Regions from separate parts of the Mus musculus genome. Here region 1 is linked to region 2. A link is a contact called in public HiChIP or PLAC-seq data. All regions are on one chromosome and are shown on one strand. The core of a region is the stretch at or near the end of the contact, and the rest is flanking DNA. Distances in the headings are between cores, read along the strand shown.

Region 1 (3,720 bases), core at 1,175-3,674, 110 kb before region 2:
TTGGCAGTGAATTATCTTTTGGTGATGTAGAAAAGCCAGAATCTTCCTCTGATGTCAGAAGGCCACCTTTGATGGCACATCTGTTTAGTTTTTTGTCGTGATTTTCATGGCACATACGTTTATGTTTCAATACACGATCTGTTCTGGAAAAATACTGTTGAAATCAGAGGTTGGAAGTGGTATTTTGTTGTTGTTTTTATGTTTGTTTATTTGGTGTTTTTTGTTTTTGTTTTTTTGGTCAACAAGGAAGAGAAGAAAAGAAACAAGATAATTAATATCAATATAAATAATTCTAAACCAATTCACTGATCAAGTTTCTATTATAAATCTGATCAGAGCCTAAAAATCTCAAATGATACTAGTACTAAATGGTGCCTAACTTGTTAGTGATTTTGCACTGCAGTTAAGGTAGGAGAGTTCAAACTGTCTGACTTACCTGTAAGCAGTATTCACACTGATAAGGCTTCTCTCCACTGTGAGTTCTTTTGTGCCTTTCCATGTGATATTTCTGTATGAATCTCATACCACATTCATCACAGCGAAATGGTTTTTCACCTAGTACATGATTTAAAAATTTTAAAACAAAACATTGTAAAATCATGGACTGTTTTGCCAAAAGAAATTCTTAACACAAACCAAAAGTCTGCCATATACTAAAGGCTGAAAGAGTCATTGGTGCACTGATGCAATCTAACAATTCTTGGGTACAGATTTTTAAAAATAACATATCACCTGGAGATTTCAATTATTTCTTCATCACATGTGGTGCACACCACAGCACACATACAGCAGTCAAAAGACAACTTGTAGGACTTGGCTCGCTCCTGCCATAGAGGTCCCAGGGTTTGAACAGACACACTCTAAGTCTTGACATCAAACACCTAAATGGATTCAGCTAGCTTGCTAGTCTGGGCATGGCTATTGTATTCTTAGGTCTTTGGGTTTTTTTCTCTTTTTAATTCTAAATGACTTCTACTTTTCTATGTATTGGTGGTAGACATATGTGTGTGTCGCTGAATGTGCAGAGGTGAGAGGACAATCTGAGGAGTCAGTTTTCTCCTTCCACCCTGTGGGTCGTAGGTCTTGAATTCAAATCATCAGGATGGGTACGGCTCTTAATTCCTTTAAAAGCACTTGGGAGTAAGTGAACTCTAGAGCCTAAGTATATCTTAAAAGAGAATTTACTAACACAAAGTACTGGGACAAAGTTTCCTAAGTAAGGTTTGAGGTTGGGAAATCATTTGTGGTGTGTGTGTGCGCCATGGCACACATGCAGTCCTGAGTGAGAGTCATACCTAGAACCGCAAAGCAAAAGTAAGGTTATTTCTTCTCTAATCTCAAAGCCAAGTTTCTCGTGTCATCTGTGGAAAGAATTATACCAGTGTGCTGTCAACCCGACACATGACTGCTCTCATCCTTTGACTCCCTAGAGATTTCTTAGCTATGGGGAACATTACTTTGAGTTCAAATAGCTTGTACTGATAAAAGGATGTCTGTGAACAGCAGAGCCAGGGTCATCTTGAATGCTTTCCCCACCATACAGTAAGAGTATGTTACTGAAAACTGTTAGAAAATATTCTCCTTCCCAATATCCTCCCACACATGTGTGTACAAGGTGTATCTTTCTACAATTTGAATGAAATCATTTATTTGTAAAGGTTTTTTTAGCTGACTCTTGCATTTTCTTCTTCTTTTTTTTTTAAAGATTTATTTATTTATTATATGTAAGTACACTGTAGCTGTCTTCAGACACACCAGAAGAGGGAGTCAGATCTCATTACGGATGGTTGTGAGCCACCATGTGGTTGCTGGGATTTGAACTCAGGACGTTTGGAAGAGCAATCGGGTGCTCTTACCTGCTGAGCCATCTCATCAGCCCTGCATTTTCTTCTTGAGGTAAGGACTCACTACATAGCTGTGGGCCTGCGTCTTTCTGATTTACTCTTGCTACCTATTTCCACATGTCGTCTTAGAAAGCAGTACAGCTGATGTCCCTGATTTGGGAACTTTGGTGTTTCTACTGCTGAACGGAAGTGGAAATAAATGACTGATACATCTTTTCTGTGAAAACGAAAACAATTTAATAAAATTTCTTTTGGAGAAAAAATTTTTAATGCTTTTCCCTTGGAGGGTATGAGAGCCTCTCTTGGAAAAAGAAGCCTATTTTATATAAACTATTTAAATAATTTTAAGACTGGTATAAAAATTTAAATGAAGAGTAAAAAATTTGTGATTTTTTAAAAAAGTCATTCAGGAAGGCATAACACGTAAGAAAAAAAAAATCTCAGTATGTTCCACAATACTAGGTTTCTAGTGCCCAAGGGCTCTGGAGTTTCTTAGTCCTGACTGTGATGTTTTGCCTTGGTCACTTGATACTGCAGACCATAGCAGCCTATGAGTCAGGATGCAGGAGTCCTCTAACAGATGGCCACATGCTACAGTTTGAGTGTATTCCACAAAAGCTGCTGTGTTGGAAGCTTGGTCCTCACTATTATGGTACTGGGAGGCAGGGGATCTTTAGGAAATGGAGCCTAGCATAAAATGATTACATCATCAAGGACAATACTCTCAAAAGGAACAAACTTCCTGTTTGTAGCATCTATGATTTGCTTCTTGCAAGGAAACTAAATGGATGCTCTGGACCCCCATTTTCCCTTCAGATCTCTCCAATTCTGTCATGATGCTACCTGATAATGTGGTAGGTAGGGGTCCTGACCAGAGGTCAAGTTCATAGAGCTCTATCATTTTCACTTTTAGCCTTCAAGTGGTGAGCTAACAGAACTTGCTTTCTCTATAAAGTACATATGAGTATAGCAAGGACCTACACTTTATGCATAATCTACTGCTCTATAGCTTGACATAATATGATTTTTGACAGTCTGAACTAATTCTCCTTGTTTAAACTTTATTGTAAATCAGATTTATCCACTACCCTATCAAAATGGTTCTTTTCTGCTACACAGTTTTGTTGTTTGAGACAGGGTCTTGATATGTATGCCAGGCTGGCTGGAAGCTTGCTTTTTTTGCCCCAAACTGGTCTTAAATTCACCATCCTTCTGCCTCAACCTTCCAAGTGCAAGGATCATGGTAGGTATGACCATACCAGGGTCAGGACGGTTCTTGCAAATCACTCAAACAACTCTCTCTTTAATTTTCTCCTCAAAGATACTCCTATTGTCACTTGGCAAGGCACGGTACAGTAGTCGCTGAGCCTGCTGCCTTTCTCCTTTTATGTTATTTTCTTTGGCAAGAGGAAAGGTCATCTCTGGCCATGGCTTTAATTATGCTCAAATTTGATCCCCAGACCCATACGCTTTGTCTACTCAACGTATCTCTTTTTTTTTTTTTCATTTTAGACTTATTTATTTTATGTGTATGAATATCTGCTTGTATGTGTATATGCTTACCACATGCGAGCCTAATGCTGGATGAGGCCAGAAGTACGTGTCAGATCTCCTGGAACTAAAGTTACAGGTGGTTGGGAGCCACAGTGTATATATGCTGAGAATTGAACCTGGATCCTCTGCAAGGGCAGCCAGTACTTTTTAACCACTGGATCATCTCGCCACTCCTGACATTCTGATACTTAGGATCTCAAATACATAGCATCTCACAGTAAACTGAAGATTGCTAACCGCAGCGTAGATTAAAATGTTGCTACTAGTCACTTAGCTGTCTGAGCCAGAGGCCTGTACAACCTTCCGTGTCTCTTCCTATTTT
Region 2 (3,674 bases), core at 403-2,902:
GCTAAGATAACAGATATTCTAGATGCTCTGCCTACATTTTGCTTGCAGATGTTATTTTCTTTAATAACATCATGCCTCCGTGAAAGAGTACACCCGGAACTGTGAATGGAAAAGGATCTCCCGCCAACCCGAAGTATAGAACTAGACAAATGGAGCCTTCAAAGACCAGACTAGAATGCACCAACTCTTGACCCGGACAATTACAATCTATGTCCTGCAACCTAGGCTGAAATACGGCACCAGCTCTTCTGGTGGTACCATATAAGCTAGGCAGTGAAGAAGAACACCGCCAGGCCACGTTAATTCCTATTCCACCGTCTTCCAGGACGGTGTTCATCCACCCTCCGGTAACAGACAATACTCCAAATCTGCTAAAATTCTCAACTCCGTGGCCTCAAGAATGCCCAGAAGCCAGGCGGTTTCTCAAGGTCTCTTTCAAAGATTTTTCAGTTCACTAGTGCGGCACTAAAATGTCTCAAACCAATCTACAGGCTAAGTGACTAAATTCTCAATGACCCCCAACCAAGCGGGGACCCACACTTACCGGATGTCATCTACTGAAGAGCCCAAACAGGTTCCGAACTAGGCCACTCTGGCCCATCTGGAATAACTCTTTAGACCTTGGGCCAGCATTTGATAATTATGCTACATCTGTCTATTCTATTATGCATTCTCTGCTTCTTTTCCAATATTTAGCACTCCTCTGGCTTCAAACGCTCTTCCTTCTATCCGTAGAAACTACTCTAGCCTTCTTCCCCTTGCCTTGGAAACGCTTCGGTTCTTTCCATAATGAAACACCTAACGTATCTGCACAATGAACACCCTCAGAATCCTCAAGACTGCTCCACAGCCACCCCCGGCATTCCTCCACCTATCCGGCATCTTCCCCTCCGGCCCCTTTCTCCCCTTTCGCACTCCTACTCGGCTTCCTGCAAGCAATCCCCTTTTCACCAGCCCCTGCCCTTCCCTGCAGCCAACGAGCACACCGAGGCAGCAGCGGCGACCGAGGCCTGCGGTGCAGAAAGCACTGCACCAAGACGGCGGAGAACCCCAGGGTCTGGCCGGCCTCGTCGCCCACAGCCTGGCACCCCGAGGCCTCCCCGCGTGCATCCCACCTTCCTACCCGACACCGGCCGCAGGCCTCGGAGGCCGCCCGCTCTCTCGCCTCCGCCGCCCCCGTCATTCTCCGTTCTCCAAGCCCCGACCCACCATCCTCGCGTCCCCAGCCCCGCGCTCCCCGCGGCCTGCGCCCGCCGCCTCCCGGGCCGCCCCCCGGCCGGCCGGCCCGCCGCTCCTGCGGGTCACACCGTCGTCGCCGCGCTCCCCCCCCCCCGACCGCGCGCCGCCCCCTCCCCTCCCCCGCCCTCCCGGGCCCAGGCCTGCCAGGCCGAGCGTTTACCGCGGGGCTGGCGCCGAGGCGCGCGGTCACTGACTGCAGGCGGCGGCGGCTCCGACCTTCCCACGGGCCCGACGAGGAGGGCGAGGGGGAGGGGAGAGAACTTTTGCTGTGGCAGCTCCGGCGACAGCTCCCACCCCTGCGCCTTTCTCCTCTTCCTCCCCCTCCTCCTCCTCCTCCTCTTCCTCCTTCTCTTCCTCCTCCCAGAGCAGTCGAGAGGCAGACATGGCGCGGCTAGAGCGTCGCCGCGGTCGCCGCCGCTGCCGGCGCGGTGCATTATGGGAAGCATCGCACACAGGAAGCGCTCCGGGCCGCCGGCCCTCGCTTGGCGCGGAGACCTGGCTGCGAGACCAAGCGTGGCTTTGATTCTGGCGCCTGCGTGTCAGCAGCGCGGCGTGGCCGGGAAAGCTGGGCCCCGCTCTGGGGGTCCCCCTGATGGGCCTGAGAGGAAAACGCTTTGAAATTGATGGGAGCTGGGAAAGCCACTGAGAGGGACGTCCTCCCCTTGAGGCTGGGTGCGTGCCTGGCACCCCGAGAAGTGAAAAATGGGGATTAAATAGCGGCCCAGGCCCTGGGAAGTGGAAGGGGCGGGAACGTCGATGAAGGGTTTAGCCAGGATTTCTTGGATCTTTCTTTTATTCTCTTACCTAGCCTCTCCTCTTTTTCCGGAAGATGCTACCCTGCACCCTTGAAACTAGAAAACCTGGTTGGAGTCTGCAAACCGCGATGCAGGATGTGGGCACCGAGAAAAAGCAAGAGATCCCAGTCAGGACTTCGTTGGCCCAAACCACGGTCTGCATGTCAGCAAAGACTTGGTTATAATCTCTGCATACCTAAGATTGCTTAGTTGAGCCATCTTTTGGCAGCCCTTCGACGACCTTCACTAAATCCTGGTTTCTTAGGAGCGCCCTCATTTAACACCAAGGCCCTTTAGTTGCCTATACAAAGGGAGGGCTTACAGTTAATGACCTTTGTGCCCACACAGTAGTACAAGGTCAGCTAACTTAATGTGCCCAGTGAATGTCGATCGGGTTATTGGGAACTTCCTGAGAGATGGAGCACCTTCGTTAGGATTTCTGTTTCACAATCTCAAGGCTTTATTTTAGCACCTCTCTGCAATACTTAAACATAACCTTTGAGGTGAGAGGGAAAGGACATTAAAATATCTACATAACCATTTCTGGAATTCTCTCCTTGTCCACACCCACCTCCCCACCCCTTGAATGTTCATTTGAATAGGCTTTTTGGCCAAACTCCAAACTCCCGCATTATGCACTTGTGATGACACTGAATTAGATTACTGTCTGCAAGGTTAATATTCCCTCAGGCGTTAACCTTAGTAAACCGCGACGCCTTTTGAAGTAGCTGAGGCTCAGAAGTTCAGCTGAATTCAAACACAGTTAACTAAGAAAAGCAGGGATGAGCCCACAGCCTCACAATAAACTCTACTTGAACCTTCTCCACTAAAAAAATATAAATTTTAATAAGATGACAGTGCATATTCTGAATGCTAATTGTAACAAAACCGTGATACAAGCTAGAGCAAGGGACAGTTAGCTGGAGGACAGCCTTCTGGCAACTTCTAGCAACTGCAGTGACATCAAATTCAGATGTATTTTTAAAAAGGGAAGAGAAGAAAAAAAAAACCCTCTGGCAGCCAAGAAGCTAACTTTTAGGTTTAAGCTGTGGTAAAGCTAATAACTAGAAAGAGCTAAAAGCCTAGGGTCACACCCAGTGGACTAAGATGAATAGGGTTGCCACTAGGAATACATCTCTTTGTTTCTGAAGAGAATTAAGACAAGGAAGAAACAACCATCTAAAATGGGCAGAGTGGAGAAGACTACTGACCATGCCTTCAAAGTAAGAGTGATTGAAGGCTCTTGAAATTCTTGCTGGTCCATTTTTTTTATCCAGACTGCTGCTGCTTACCTTCCAATACCAGTCTTGGCCACGCAGCTTGCTTCCTTTCCATCTTAAATTTCTTCCACTCACCCACTTTAAAACAATGAGAGACAGCCATAAGGTAGTGACGTTAATCCCAGCACTCAGGAGGCAGAGGCAGGGGTATCACTTGAGTTAGAGTCCAGCCTGGTCTACAGAGCAAGTTCCAGGACAGCCAGGGCTTCACAGAGAAACCCTGTCTGAGATGGCTCAGCATTTCAAAGCACTTGCTGCTCTTTCAGAGGGCCCAAGTTTCCAGAGCACCTGCACACACATGGCAGATAATATGCACAAGCACACACCATGAATAAAAATAACTCTTTAAAACAAATGAAGG

The links. HiChIP or PLAC-seq counts read pairs in DNA pulled down with a chosen protein or histone mark.
Region 1: a contact with region 2 is called in an H3K27ac HiChIP or PLAC-seq map of neural progenitor cells, with 2.8 times the contacts expected there. The contact joins the enhancer-like site here to the promoter of Zfp148 in region 2. A contact is called at or near these places in 8 of 39 promoter capture datasets (the 3T3-L1 cell line, 3T3-L1-derived adipocytes, cranial neural crest and 4 more), 8 of 484 Hi-C or Micro-C datasets (the G1E-ER4 cell line, the HL-1 cell line, cerebellum and 4 more), 5 of 115 datasets of contacts at active chromatin or transcription factors (the SCID.adh cell line, embryonic forebrain, embryonic stem cells and 2 more) and 3 of 9 other capture datasets (adipose tissue, liver and pancreatic islet).

The regions. Positions count from the first base shown.
Region 1 is chr16:33,492,180-33,495,899 of GRCm38.p6, reverse strand. It overlaps Zfp148 (zinc finger protein 148), which reads right to left. Exons shown (of 9, transcript NM_011749.4): 8 at 437-555; 9 at 1-154. Among named protein-coding and RNA genes, the nearest start is that of Slc12a8, 24 kb to the left of the region's middle. Within about 2 kb of position 2,424, at least 4 of the 459 cell types and tissues checked have an H3K27ac peak or open chromatin away from gene starts, as enhancers often do. A contact at or near this core is called in neural progenitor cells, where this site is marked.
Region 2 is chr16:33,378,753-33,382,426 of GRCm38.p6, reverse strand. Zfp148 (zinc finger protein 148) reads right to left here and starts at 1,652. Exons shown (of 9, transcript NM_011749.4): 1 at 1,400-1,652. 1700007L15Rik (RIKEN cDNA 1700007L15 gene) reads left to right here and starts at 1,691. Exons shown (of 2, transcript NR_045709.1): 1 at 1,691-1,911; 2 at 2,048-2,573.